Linked DNA regions of Mus musculus: all the other regions are linked to region 2. The links are chromatin contacts, called in public Hi-C, HiChIP or PLAC-seq and Micro-C maps. All regions are on one chromosome and are shown on one strand. The core of a region is the stretch at or near the end of the contact, and the rest is flanking DNA. Distances in the headings are between cores, read along the strand shown. Region 1 overlaps Immp2l (IMP2 inner mitochondrial membrane peptidase-like (S. cerevisiae)). Region 2 overlaps Dock4 (dedicator of cytokinesis 4). Region 3 overlaps Immp2l (IMP2 inner mitochondrial membrane peptidase-like (S. cerevisiae)). Region 4 holds the start of Lsmem1 (leucine-rich single-pass membrane protein 1).

The links. A called contact is a pair of places that touch in the nucleus more often than the background predicts. HiChIP or PLAC-seq counts read pairs in DNA pulled down with a chosen protein or histone mark.
Region 1: a Hi-C map of the N1E-115 cell line shows a contact between it and region 2, with 5 times the contacts expected there. The contact joins two enhancer-like sites. A contact is called at or near these places in 3 of 484 Hi-C or Micro-C datasets (the HPC-7 cell line, the N1E-115 cell line and palatal mesenchyme).
Region 3: a Micro-C map of embryonic stem cells shows a contact between it and region 2, with 4 times the contacts expected there. The contact joins two enhancer-like sites. A contact is called at or near these places in 1 of 484 Hi-C or Micro-C datasets (embryonic stem cells) and 9 of 115 datasets of contacts at active chromatin or transcription factors (astrocytes and embryonic stem cells).
Region 4: an H3K27ac HiChIP or PLAC-seq map of embryonic stem cells shows a contact between it and region 2, with 5 times the contacts expected there. The contact joins the promoter of Lsmem1 here to the enhancer-like site in region 2. A contact is called at or near these places in 11 of 39 promoter capture datasets (the HPC-7 cell line, cranial neural crest, embryonic stem cells and 5 more), 2 of 15 datasets of contacts at CTCF or cohesin (the NIH/3T3 cell line and large pre-B cells), 2 of 484 Hi-C or Micro-C datasets (bone marrow-derived macrophages and nephron progenitors), 2 of 115 datasets of contacts at active chromatin or transcription factors (embryonic basal ganglia and embryonic stem cells) and 4 of 9 other capture datasets (adipose tissue, embryonic stem cells, liver and 1 more).

Annotation. Positions count from the first base shown.
Region 1 is chr12:41,772,392-41,775,491 of GRCm38.p6, forward strand. The region is part of intron 6 of Immp2l (IMP2 inner mitochondrial membrane peptidase-like (S. cerevisiae)); the gene reads left to right. Among named protein-coding and RNA genes, the nearest start is that of Gm40412, 170 kb to the left of the region's middle. Within about 2 kb of position 1,385, at least 2 of the 459 cell types and tissues checked have an H3K27ac peak or open chromatin away from gene starts, as enhancers often do. A contact at or near this core is called in the N1E-115 cell line, where this site is marked.
Region 2 is chr12:40,835,337-40,838,585 of GRCm38.p6, forward strand. It overlaps Dock4 (dedicator of cytokinesis 4), which reads left to right. Exons shown (of 53, transcript NM_172803.2): 50 at 1,294-1,366; 51 at 3,105-3,218. Among named protein-coding and RNA genes, the nearest start is that of Immp2l, 190 kb to the right of the region's middle. Within about 2 kb of position 1,730, at least 38 of the 459 cell types and tissues checked have an H3K27ac peak or open chromatin away from gene starts, as enhancers often do. A contact at or near this core is called in the N1E-115 cell line and embryonic stem cells, where this site is marked.
Region 3 is chr12:41,726,072-41,729,509 of GRCm38.p6, forward strand. The region is part of intron 6 of Immp2l (IMP2 inner mitochondrial membrane peptidase-like (S. cerevisiae)); the gene reads left to right. Among named protein-coding and RNA genes, the nearest start is that of Gm40412, 120 kb to the left of the region's middle. Within about 2 kb of position 1,295, at least 29 of the 459 cell types and tissues checked have an H3K27ac peak or open chromatin away from gene starts, as enhancers often do. A contact at or near this core is called in embryonic stem cells, where this site is marked.
Region 4 is chr12:40,197,215-40,200,664 of GRCm38.p6, forward strand. Lsmem1 (leucine-rich single-pass membrane protein 1) reads right to left here and starts at 2,101. Exons shown (of 4, transcript NM_001033437.2): 1 at 1,993-2,101.

The sequences.
Region 1 (3,100 bases), core at 135-2,634, 940 kb after region 2:
ATTGATGTTCATAGATAGCACTGTACCATCACATGGTGGAAAATGGGTAAAGCAGGTCCCTAAGGGCTCTGGTACAGAAATCATGCCCCTCACATGATAATAGAGCCCTGTCCCCATAACCCAGCCTTTTCGTCTCATCAGTGTGTCAAGGGCTAACATTATTATACTAGTGATAATATTTTAACATATGAATGTTAGAGAGAAAGCATTTTTCAGAACATAGAAGCATGAAGGGACTCATGAAATGAGACAGCAGTTTGGAATGAAGTATTTGACCACTGTGTTGAGCTCTAGTGTTTCTATAGAGACAGGGCCTGCTAAGAAGAAATTACCATGAAATTAAAGGAAACATTCAACAACAGCAACAAGAGCCACATAGAAAGAGGGACCAGAAGGTGGTCTATTTCCCAGACAAAGTAAGGAAATAGAAAAAATGGTACCCCTGGTCCCATGGCCTCTCTTTCTGGGACACTTGTTTTAATTGTCTAAGTACAGGGCTCTTAGGTGTCTTCAGTCAGCATGTAATAGAACTCTGTAACTTAACAGCAAACGTCCTGCTCTGAGGACTAAGTTAAGGACTTAACTCATAGTGTGCCCCCACCTGTTTAGCACAACCTACCTTTCCTGGTCTCCTCTTTCCACTCTGGTATAAGAGTCACCATACTTCTTTAGTTTCTCTTCTATCCCATAGTCTTCTGCAATATTTTTTAATTGCTGCTGCCTGGAATATTTTCTTTTTATGTCTTTGCCAGGCCAATTTTCGGTGTTAATCTTGTAAAGTTTCCCTGTCTTCTCCTTTATTTAGCGTGTTACACACACCTACAAACAAATATTTGTTTCTGATAAATCATATTTATCTCCTAATTTGTTACATTTCTTGAAAGCAGACTCTAAGCCGTATTGATCTTTGCATTTCTTTCTTGCTCAATGAAACTGGCAACTAAGAGATGCCTAAAAAAAGTGTTTCCCAATGTGAATACTTAATGAATACAGCACCTACCAAGTAAGTATTGAGAATCCAAGGGCTTCTCTTTCCACAGCTTGTCTCCATAGTGAGAATGATCTTTCAAAAATATCCGTCTAAGGCTGGCAAGATGTCTCCACAGGCAACAGTGCTTGCTGTGACCACCCGAGTTTGATCCCTGGAGATCTGGTGGCAGGACAGAACTGACTTCTGATAGTTCTTCTCTCACCTGCCCAAGCTTGCCATTGCACCTGCTCTCTCTGGCTTTGCTAGTGAACTCCTCCTGTTCTCTTACTCTGAGCAGCTCTTTTCACCGTCTTCTCCTCCTGTCCGCTGCCTGTCCCCTGCCCTGCCCGAGCTATCTTCCTTGACCAGGACCACATACGAAAGCTCAGCCTGGAATATTCTTTCCTTGCCAGTGAGTCGCTCGCTGCTCCTTCTTTCAGCTTCAGGTCTCAGCCTAGACACCTCGTTCTCCCCGAGCCCCTCTTCAAAGCTCATGTCCCTTCTGTCACCTCCGGTAGCTTTCGACTTTTTACAGCGCGCTTCTTGCAGTGTATAATTGGCATTTTCCGTCCTTGTTTTTGCTTCCTCTTCATTCATGTTGATTCTATTAAGCAAGAAGATGGTGTATGTGGTGTTCTAAGATGCAGTAGCCACACTGTGTCAGAGGCATCATGCCCAGTACTCAAGACTGATGGGAGGCAGGCCTAGGGTGGTACTTCCCTAAGGCACTTTACTCTTCCGCCATTTCCTCTATTCTTAGCTCTAATCCTCATTCTTATCTTGTAAATACAATAGTGTGCTGAGGGCCTGACTGGCTCTCTCCTTAACAGTGTTATCATCACTTGGAATCACAACCGTTTCATGTAAATTTCTAACTCTGATGAAAAATACATGGGAGTCTTTGTTTTGTTTTATATTTCCTTTCCAGCAAAGCTGAAACTAATCTTCTCCGTCCTTATCTCTTTCTGCATTTCTTTAAGACACTTGGCAGGAGAGCAGTTGTTCTCCTGTAAGGTTAGGAATAAAAGCAATACTATTAAAATGTCCTGCTAGCACTGCCCCCCCCCCACCCCCCTTTGTCTTCTTGCTGTAACTACTTGTAAATGCTGGGTTTAGAACTATCAGTACAAAACCGTCCTGACTACCTTGAGTAATCCAATAATAGCTATGCATTTTATCTAAGATTTTTTAAAAACCTGATTCCATCGAGCTAATTTAGTTTCTCTAAGCTCTGGTTTTAAATCTAATTAAGACATCTTAAATGGCTCAATTTCCATTTGGGTAGCTGGCTTTGCCTATAATTTTCAGGTTTCAAGCCTTCTCTAATGAATTTCTTCCATTGCTTTTCTGCAATTAAGCTTTCCTCCCATTAAGTTCCATCAGGCATAGTCATAAGGCAGATTGTGAACCAGTCAGTCTCATTAATTAAGAACAAAAGAAGATTTCTGAGAAGATGCCTTTGTACACAATGCATTTTAGGGGACAGGCCTAACTTTTGGCCTAACCAAACACAGATAATTTGGAGACAGATTTCTACGCTTTTTCACTTGTTTTGTGTTTTCTCGGACTCCCATGGTCACGTCTCCTCAGGTCCTCAAGAGGTTAAAAGCATAGTCCATTGCCACATACAGAGGTAGAGCCTCAGGCTTCAAGTAGATGGCTTTGGCTTGCCCTTTGGCAAAGAGTAGAGCAGCGATTGCCAGCCCAGGGCCTTCCAGTTGAATGTATCACTTTCACTGTGCAATCTGCCCTTGTCATCCTGTGGCCTTCAGACCTGAACTCCAGCCTCTATTTCAAATGCATTATGTTATACTGCACCATCTGGTCAGCCCATGCTGCATCCAAGAGATTTGGAATCCTAGTGTAGAGGAGCTAATTAGGTTCCGTGAAGGTTTCATGGTCTGCTATTCTAGCCAAACAAACAGAAATAAATTATTGAAATATTTTCTTTCTGTTCTCCCTGTTTAACATATTCAAAAATATAAGAATAAAGTATTCCCCAAATAGTAGGAAATTATTGGAGAAATTGTTGAGTCGATTTTGCATAACTGATTGTGCATATGTTCTGAATTGTAATCCATTTGGACTTGAGGTTGATAAGAATGTTTAATGTGTTTCTGCCCCATTTTA
Region 2 (3,249 bases), core at 480-2,979:
TCTGGGGAGGGAAGAACAACTGAATTTAGGGGAAGACTCCTGCTTCTGCCCAGACCTTCCTGTTTGTCCATAGCTATTGGGAAGAGCTGCAGCTGACTCCTTTCCCCAAGAATGTAGGTGCAATCTGTTTGCCTTTGCCATTGATCTTCCATGGATTACCAGGAAAGGGGCTGTGTCCTGGAGATGTCATACGAGCTAGGGAATGTGGTTCCGCCGGTCACTCAAACCTCGCTTTCAAAAACCTGAGTGAGCATGGGCCACAGGCCCAGTCCAGGGGCAACGTATGTGCATTGGAGGGTGGGTACGAAGTTGAAGATTCGTGTTGTATCCCTGAGTTTTTTTCACAGTTTATTTGGGACTAATTTTAAGAGCAGAGAAAACTCCTTGTTTCTGCTCCAGCTAATTTCTCTGTTTTTCTACACCATCCTGGCAGAAGTCTGTAGCTGCATCTGGAATTGGATGAGAGCGAGTGGGATTTGGCTTGATTGGTTTATCTTTGCTGATTGTGTGATCTTCCCGAAAGGCCCAGGATACCTCCTCTGCGCAGCACTGATGTCTTGCAGAAATGATTTCTGAGTGCGTTTGCCTGAACCAGCTAACCAATTTTATTTCCCGTTGTCACTGGCATTGCAAGGGGATTTCAGTTTGTTTCATCTGCTCTAAGAGATCATGTGCCAGCATGGGAAACTCTGAAAGGCTTCCTTGATTAGTCCTGAGTTATCTGTCTTGGGTAAAATTTGAATCAGTATATATGTTACCAAAATTATAATAATGTATAATGCTGTAGGTTTCCACTTTTTCTTTTCATGAGTTAGGTAGAGCTATGTAATATTGGTAATTTTGTAGGTTAAAATTATAGAATATTCATTAGCTCATTTTTGTCTATTATAGTATTTGAACTATAAGTTTGTCTATATAGTAGGTTTTTAAATTAATATTTCTCCTTTCATTCTTATTCATGTCATACTGCCAGTCTAGCAGTATACACTTGTAAAGAACATCATACCTAGCGAATTCTTACTATTAATTTTCCCTATGTTTATTATGAGTAATTATTTACCATTTATATTTAATGTAAAACACCATTTCTTATTATGTTTCTTTCAGAAAACCTAAGACTCTGTTTCCCCTTTTCTCCTTAAATAGAGTTTAATTATTTGTTCCTAGGCTCATTATACCATATAGAAAATGTTTTGAGCAAAGAGTTTCATAAGGAGATAACCATCTCATTTTCTAAAAGGCATCCTACCTCAGCATATTATATCATAAAAATGGACTCTTCTCCCTTTCCAGAGGATGCTGTTTAATCATATTGGAGATGGGGCCTTGCCTCGAAGTGACCCCAACCTTTCTGCACCTGAGAAAGGTGGGTACCAGTCATCCACCCCTTGTAGGTCCTAGAATGTGTCAGGGTTTGTTGTGTCCTCATTTCCCCCAGTCTTCTGTGTGCCGTGTGGCAGGTAGAGCTCTAGACTGTTAATGATCAGGGTGAGTGTGATCTTTAGGCAATTAGTGAAAGGCAGTTTATCATGATCCATTCTCCATAAACTCCTAAGCTCTGAGCAAATTAGAAGCTCCTTTGTGTAATGGCTTTCTGTTGTTCAGCGAGCCCAGGCCAAGCCTGCTCTCCCTGAAGCAAAGTTGCCAATTAAGCCACTAGTTCACACAATGAAAGTAGCTACTCCTCAGATTGATTCCACAGACCCCATCCATTGTCTCCTTCACAAAGCTCATATTCAGCCAGCTCAACTGTTGTTGGTGGTCACTCACACAGGCTCTTGTACCATTAAATGCCATGCAAGCATTGCGATCAGACGCATAATGGAGTGGGGCCCGCCTCAAGGTCAAGCACACACAAATAAGATGCACACACCAAATGCATGCATAGAGCTAAGAAGCCAATTAGCAACACACAGACCAGGAAGAGCAGATTAAATGTCGCTTCCTCCACTGTGGGTGCAGGGACTTGCAAAGTCACCCGTTTGCCTCTCAGGGTCAGGCCTCAAAAATAGCAGTCTCGCAGGCTAATGAATCAAGACTCACTAATGAAATGTCCCAGTAAAGTGCACTTTAATTGCCCCCATTAAGAACTAGGCTGTATTACCATTTTGGTACACTGATAGATTAACATTAAAACTTCCCAAAGGGAGATGAAAATTAGTGAGGGCCTAGCCAAAATTATTTTAAAGCATGGAATTAGCTTTAATGTTGTAAGTCAAGCATTGATCTTCACCAGGAGAAACTAGGGATGTGCTGTTATTTTTACCAACTTTACTAAAGAAAACTACCCAGCAAATATAAAAGAAATAGAGAAAAAAAAATAATGTTTAAAATATTTCCACCCCATTAAATCAAAGCAGTAACTTGGAGGAATAAAACGTGGCAATTCTCACTGCGTCCGTCAGATGGCAGTATCTGCACGGGAAGCAAGCGGGAACGCTGGTTTTACTATTAGAAACTTCATTGTGGAGTGTTTCATAACCTTGTGTGTCCTGCCCTGCTTCCTAGCAGAGCTGTCTATATTCCTACACCGTGATGCCTGGAGCAGATGGATTGCAAAGTAACAATGACGTTATCAGCAGTCCAAGTGGTTTTCTCAGGACTTACTTAGTGTAATCTGTCCATTTGGAACTCATCCTTTCCTGACAGGACTGGTCAGTGTGGCACCCTCAACCCTGTCCTTGGTACTTCTGCCACACAGTTGAAATAAGAGAGTGCCCTTTGCCTCATCACCTCCTTTAGATGGCCATTTGTTCAGACATTTCTACAAATAGGCTGATGACTATATTTTCCATCTATTTCTCAGCATCTAAACACATTTGGAATTCTCAGCAGGTTGCTACTCCCTGGCATAGAGATTTGCAGTTCTGTTTGACAGCTTGAGGGAAATAAAGAGACCTGCTGTTACTCAATTAAATGTCAGCTCTGTTAGGTAACCAATTAGAGAGAGGTTTAATATTGGGGAAGTGTCCTGCTTGGTTACTGCTTAAGGTTTTGTGGTCTTTTTGACTACGTTCTGGATAATTCTGCCAGACTCCTAAGATCTCAAGCATTTGAAAGGCAAAGCTGGCTCTTGTGTGTTTAGCTGTGTTATTCCCTTCCAGCTGTGAATCCCACCCCTAGCAGCTGGAGCCTGGACAGTGGGAAAGAAGCCAAGAACATGTCGGACAGTGGGAAACTTATCTCTCCCCCTGTCCCTCCAAGGCCCACACAGACTGGTGGGTATTTGAAGCATTTGAATAATCACTT
Region 3 (3,438 bases), core at 45-2,544, 890 kb after region 2:
GAGGGTGGGAACTGAGCCAAGAGTATTGTGGGATTGAGAGTCATTGGCCTGGCCATGCAGGTCAAGGGTCACATAGTTAGGCCAGGGCTTGGAGTGTCCTGGTACTAACTATTTCACCGTTAATATTTCAATATTATTATTCCCCCTTGCCATTCCCTCTTTCCAACCATTTCCGTGTACCCAGCCCCCTACTTCTCTCTTAAATTAATAGCTTCTTTTTCTATAATTGTAAATCTCTATCATTCCCTCCCTCCCCCACCCGTGTATGTGTGTGTGTGTGTGTGTGTGTGTGTGTGTGTCCTGTTGAATATCTGTATACTGATACTTGTGTATATACAATTTTATGGATGACTACTTGGTATTGTATAACTAATTGGAGGGCTTTTATTGGGGGTTAGGAGTGGGGTGGGGGTGTGGGGCAGGGTAAGCATTCTATAGCTACCTATAGTTCTTTGTCTAGGGTGGAGGCCTCATGAACTTTCCTTCTTCCACATTAGCAGGTCTATTGGTGTTGTCTTTGCTCTGTCAGGTTTAGGTAGCCATGTTGGTGAGACTTCATGGGCTTAGCTTCTGCCTTGGTTACTATTATCTTGTGCCTTCAGCCTTGAAGGGGCTTGGGATAGGTTAAGTGCCTTGAGTTTTCAGAAAGATACCTCCTTGGATAATTAACATGTCTAGATACAGGGCTAAGCAGAAGACATACATAATAAAGAGGACACATACAAAATGAAGGTAGAGATGCCAGCTTTATCCTGTGTCAGTTGCCTTGTTGGTCCTGAGTAGTAATCCGGTGTTTTAGCAAAAGCAGTTTCCAAGTGCCTGCTAGAGTGCCAAAGGAGACCTTAGGCTTTACTATGTGTAAAGGAGCCTACTCTCCCACAAAAACTTGGGGCTTTAAGAGCTGCTGGGGCTTTTGTTGTTGTTGTTGTTGTTGTTTTTAATCACCAATAACTAACTATGTGTCTGAGTGTCTGCAGTTTCATGAAAAGCTGATCTTATGGAGTAATTTAAAAAGCCTGTTAAGAATTATTGAGTGTGAATGAGTCCCTGTTCACCCTTATGAATTGCGGAGCTTTCAGAGCTCTGGAAGTTAGCCTTGCTCTTGGTATAATATATCTCAAGTCAAAGCCAAGCATAAGGTTGAAAACACAAGACCTCACTTCTCTCTAAAGCTTATGTGGGCCCTGTTTCATGCCATGCCATCTCTCTTTGGAGAAAGCAACTGGAAATCTCATGGCGTGACCCACCCAAAGCCCAGCACTAAGGTCTGTGGTTTCACCGGGAGCATTGCCAGCAAAGATTAATGTATTCTGTTTTAAGACCAAGTGTGCCTTCCAGATTCCGCTCTCTACTTGCAACCTATGCACATTCAAATTGAGTTCAATTTAAATGACAAAGGGTGATTTGCACTGTTTAACAAATGGGCAATTGGTATTAATCATCAGGCTTTTGGCAGTTTTGCAGCAAGAGGAGGGTTGTTAAGTTCCTCCAGGAGCAGCCTGTAAAAGCAGTATATTTGTAGACTTGGCTTGGGCTAGTCTTTGTTGAATAATTAATTAGAAGTCTTTACCGAAATTCCCTTTTGTCTCCAGAGTCAGTAATAAAACGGCCATCATATAATGACACATTCTAAGATCTATGTTTGGATTGATGCAGTGTAAGTGCCAGATAGTTAGTTTGTATCTTTGCCATATTCTCTTGTGTGTCATACTTGTGCATGTGTCCCTCACTGAGATCAACCTTAGAGTAAGACCTGTGACTTTCCTGAAGCTGCAGTGAGCTTTTCTTCACATCTTCTTTTCTCCTTCTCATGTGTCTCAGAAGATAAAGAGTCACATATTTGCTTCAGGTGTTGTCAGAGTTTTGTTCATGTCATCCACATTGGTGAGTGATCTCTTCTGTGTGTTTCTTACTCCACCTCCTGGCACATGTGATGTGGTTGATCACATCCTTTTTAAAATAATTTGAAGACTTTCATTTCTTGGTTTCCTGGAACCCAGAAAACCTAGCTATTTCTCCTAGGCTTGATCTACATTTCCATTGTCCGCTGCCAAGCCTCTCAATGCTGTCATGCCCCCAGCTATGTCCTGACCTTTCACTGAAAGCCCTCATTGAGAAAATTGGCCCCATGTCTTTAAATGCTATTTTTGTGCATTAGTGTTCAGATTTGCAGCTTTAAAACTTATCATAGTTGGAAGTTTATTATGCTCCTCATAATTACTACACTGTCTCTATTCCTTCAGACAGCTTTTGTCTTGTCTGAAATTACCACATTTCAGTAAATGGCATGGCTAGTCACCCAATTATTAAGATAGAATTCAGTAGGTCTCTTAATGTCTCACTACTTCCAAATTTAGCCCACCACAAAGGCAAGATAGAACCTCTACCATGAACACTCTAAACTCTTCTGTCTTCCTCCTTTAGAGTCACATCCCAAATATAACTGTATAGGAATCTTCTTTACTGCCTACAATCTCCCCTACTATCTACCCAAGTCTAGCAGCTCCAATTTCCTGCAAGAAATAGTTCTGTGGTTTCCTGTTATTATTAGACTTCAAAGCACCCTCAAAGTTTTCTCTGATTCACCTGATCTTGGTCTTCCGTTTTCAGAATCCTCCCATCTTGGGGCCCCTGAAGTTTTTCTCCTTTGATGTCTATACCTCTTTCACACCTTATCATTGCCTAAATATAACTCAAGGTGGTAGAATGGTTCCTCTTGATTGAATTCTCATCTGCAGATTCCATCACCCCTTATTAAAAATTATTCCTTTTTGGTTTTATTTTATGTGCATGGGTGTTTTGGCTGAATGCACATCTATGTACCACCATGTGCGTGATGCTTCATGGATGCCAGAAAAGGACACTGTATCTCCTGGAACTTGAGCTACAGATGGTTCTTAGCCACATGAGAGTGATGGGAATCAATCCTTGGTCACCTGGTAGAGCAGCTAATTCTCTTAACCACTGAATCTCTCCAGCCTCATCTTTCTCCGATCTTTGCACATCTTTCCTTACTTCAAATATTCTTTACTTTGCAATCTAAAGCAAACAAAAAAATTGCATACTTCCCACTAATATCTCTACCCACACTACTATTGTTATTCATTCTACATAACTGTTACCACTGTATTATTTCTTTTTAAAATGTTCTTTCTTGTTTTCCAAAAGAAAATTAATCATCATTGTATAAACTGATAACAATAATTTCAGAGTATGGGAAGTGTACTGGCTGGTTTAGTGTTTCAACTTGACACAAGTGGGAGGAAGGAACTTCAGTTGAGGAAATGTCTCCATGAGATCCAGCTGTAAGGCATTTTCTCAATTAGTGATCAAGGGGGAAAGGCCCCTTGTGGGTGGGACCATCTCTGGGCTGGCAGTCTTGGGTTCTATAAGAAAACAAGCTGAGCAAGCCAGGGGAAGCAAGCCAGTAAGAAACAT
Region 4 (3,450 bases), core at 851-3,350, 640 kb before region 2:
TGGGTGGGTGGGTGGGGGAGCATCCTCATAGAAGCAGGGAGAGGGAAATGGGATAAGGAGGGCTTCTGTGGGGGCTGGAAATCGGGAAAGGGGAGAACATTTTAAATGTAAATAAAGAAAATATACAATAAGATGTATTTAATATTCAAGGTTAAAAAAAAGATCCAAAAGTCATGCACTGATTTTTTTCTCATAAATTCAAACTGTATGTTTTAATTATCCTGACATGTTAATTGGAAAGAATGCATGTATGGAGTCATTACTATAAAGTGCTTTAAATATTGAAATTATTGTACTTCAAATATCCTGCATTGGGGCAGTCTTAAAAGAATGACAGGATACAGTTAAAAACAAGACCAGCAGCAGCTGTGAAGGGAAGGAAAGTGCCTCAGAGAGCAAACCTCACCCCTTAGAAGATAAGCCATGCCCTTGAAGTGCTGTTGGATGCCAGGGCACCAGGCTTGAAGCCACATTTTTGGAAGTGCTTTCTTCATCACCTGCTTATACTTTATTATTCCAAACACCATTTTCTGTGGGGGTGGAGGGGACCAGGAAAAAAATAGGTGCATGTGGTCACATGGTAGGATCATTGTTACAAACTCAGCTTCTATTTTGGGCATGGTAACAGAGACACAGTTTATTTCTGAATCTGACTTAATAGCTATTTCACCCTCAGGAATGTCACTACTGTTGAGAGAGAGAGAGAGAGAGAGAGAGAGAGAGAGAGAGAGAGAGAGAGAGAGAGAGAGAGCAGAAGAAGAAGAAGGAGGAGGAGGAGGAGGAGGAGGAGGAGGAGGAGGAGGAGAAGAAGAGGAGGAGGAGGAGGAGGAGGAGGAGGAGGAGGAGGAGAGGAAGACTAGCTACAAAAGTCACTGCTAAAAGGTCCTACTTTTAAAGTAATAGTCCAGTTACTAAACTTTGCTTGCCACAGACTAAGAAGGCGATGCCAAGATAGCTAAGCTACGGAGACATGGCACTAAGCCTGGTAGCCAGAACTCAATCTCCTTCACCTTTGTTCGATGGGAACCAACTCCTGCAACTTGTCCTCTGACCTCCAAGTAAGTGTTGTGGCATAAACATGCCCCGCCCACACACATAATTTAGAATAAAATCTGTCATAAAATTTGTTCAAGATTTTTTTTCTAAATCTAAAATAGACCAAGTAAATAATGGAGTCCTCTAGAAGGAGACATCTTTACAGCGAGCTCACAATGTTGGTAGATGTTTTTTCAATAAGCCTTTTCAGTGTTGCGACATGTTAAAATGAAAGACAAGCTAGTAGAGGAAAAAAAGGCAGTGTGATTCATGGGCTCCAAGGGCCTGCAGGTGGCTTCTGAGGGACTCTGCCAGTAAACGGATACAAGGACACACCTTGAAAACCAGAACCCACAGCTGTCAACACCAGCCCTTGCTATCTTTGGAAGCTGAAATGAGGGCATTCAGAAACAACCACCGAGGCCGCTGCAGAGTGTCACTACCTATTCCGTGTCGCACTAACTTGGCCTTCCTGCCGAGCTCCACTGGGCAGATTCTTTTCTGATCCTGGAACTCAGACACGTAAGTAGTTTCATTTTCCCGTGTTCTTGATCACTGCTAACAGCTGAGCCTTTCATCATCTAATAATTGCTTGATTCTCTACCAGTAGGACACTTCAACAAATAAAAATTGTCTCTGAAAAAAAAAAACTCATTGTACATTCTCCCTGCAGGTATTGGTATCAAAGCAGAAAACCATATTGTATGCTACGAACTCAGAATTGTTTACCAATGAAGGCTGAACTCAAAGCTTAATACGATGCTTCCTTGAGTGAGCCACGGCCACGTATGAACGGCATTCCTGAGTTCATGCCTCCAAGTCAGGAGGTAATTTTAAAAATCAAGTCTACATCTTTTCTATGAGCAGTCGAAAAGCACAGAATACATGCAATCAAAACCCCAAGGACTCAAAAATCATCATTCGGTCTCAGTAAGAAATAGCATGCAAATTACTTACAAAGACGTGAGCCTCCAATGCTCGGTTTCCTAGAAAAGACAACTACTCAGGAACAACTACAGCCAAACTTTCTACCAGTTCTGTAGTTCGCTCTTAATCTTCCTGCTGCTCACAAGTGCTCCCCTGAGGCCCGTAAACCCAGCACATAATTGGTGGTCTATATTTAGTGTAAATGTAGCCAAGCGATAACAAGATTCCCTGCAGTGGCTTCCGCTCTCATGTCCGAGTTTAAGATACGAATTGGTGAAGCTTTGCTTTAAAACAACAGACCGGCAAGCCTGGATTCAGTTGGTAACTGATGTGGTTCATATGAAGCTCAAGTTGAAAGTCCTTACTCAGTGGAAGTGGCTGTATCGTCTGACAGCACATTTCCTAGCTAGCGCTTCTGCTGTGCTGTGCTCCTGTGTATAAATACCCTGCAGCAGGCAGGAGCTGCCACTGGGACATCTGGTGTGCAGAGACCTCAGTAAACAGGGAGGATAGCTGTGATAACACAACTAGCGGAGTGGCTGATGTGTTAGATTTCCATCCCTGTATCCAAAATAAGTCAGCTTTATACTAGCCCCCCCCCCCGCCCCCCGTTTCAGACCTCTGATCTAGGCTTGCAGAAATAGAAAACATGGTAACAGGTACAGCTGAAAGAAGAGGCTTGAGAGGAAAGGGCCAAAGACTTGTCTTCAACCAAGCCTCACACCTAAAGATCCACCATTCTCCAGCGGTTCCAGGCTGGTGACCATGCAAGCCTTCTACACTTTTCTTTAAGGAGACTTCAGAGATCTAAACTATAGCAGCAGGTCCGGGGACTCCTGGGCTTTCAATTAGCTTTACAAAAAGTGTCTGTGGGTGCAAAGATTGCACACTTCAGCATTCCATCCAAAATGGGCTTCAGAAGCGCACCTGCCTTTTGGAAATAGCAGCCTTGTTTCCTTTCCACAAGTGGCAGGCAGTTTCTGCCCTCTGGTGTACACAATAGGTACTACAGTGAGAGCTGGGGCCTGCAAGCTCCGGGTGCCAGATCACACACAGTTTGGATGAAAACAGACTTGCAGTTGTTTAAGATCTGCCTTCGCTCACAAGTGCCCGCTCATTCTATAGCTCTGTGTGTTCCAGCTTCTCTTACACGGTTCTTTAGGGACATTATTATACTGTCAGAGAACAGGAATCTCACATTTTTTGGTCTTCCCATAGCTTGAGAACCAAGAAGACCATGCACTTGATACCTTTATCATTAAGTGCTGTCACCTGTATTAAAACTAAGCTCAGAAAAAATGAAGATGTTCCCATCATCTAGTCATGCAGGTCAAAAACCAAAACTCTTCTAACTACCCAATCTGTCCCAAATCCCCTATCATCTCAGAAGTACTTGCTTCAGTTTTGATGGCTGTTTTCCCCTTCTTCTAACATTATAACCTCAAGTACTAGTCCTCCAGAGATGGGAAACAGCCTCCACTGCCAGGG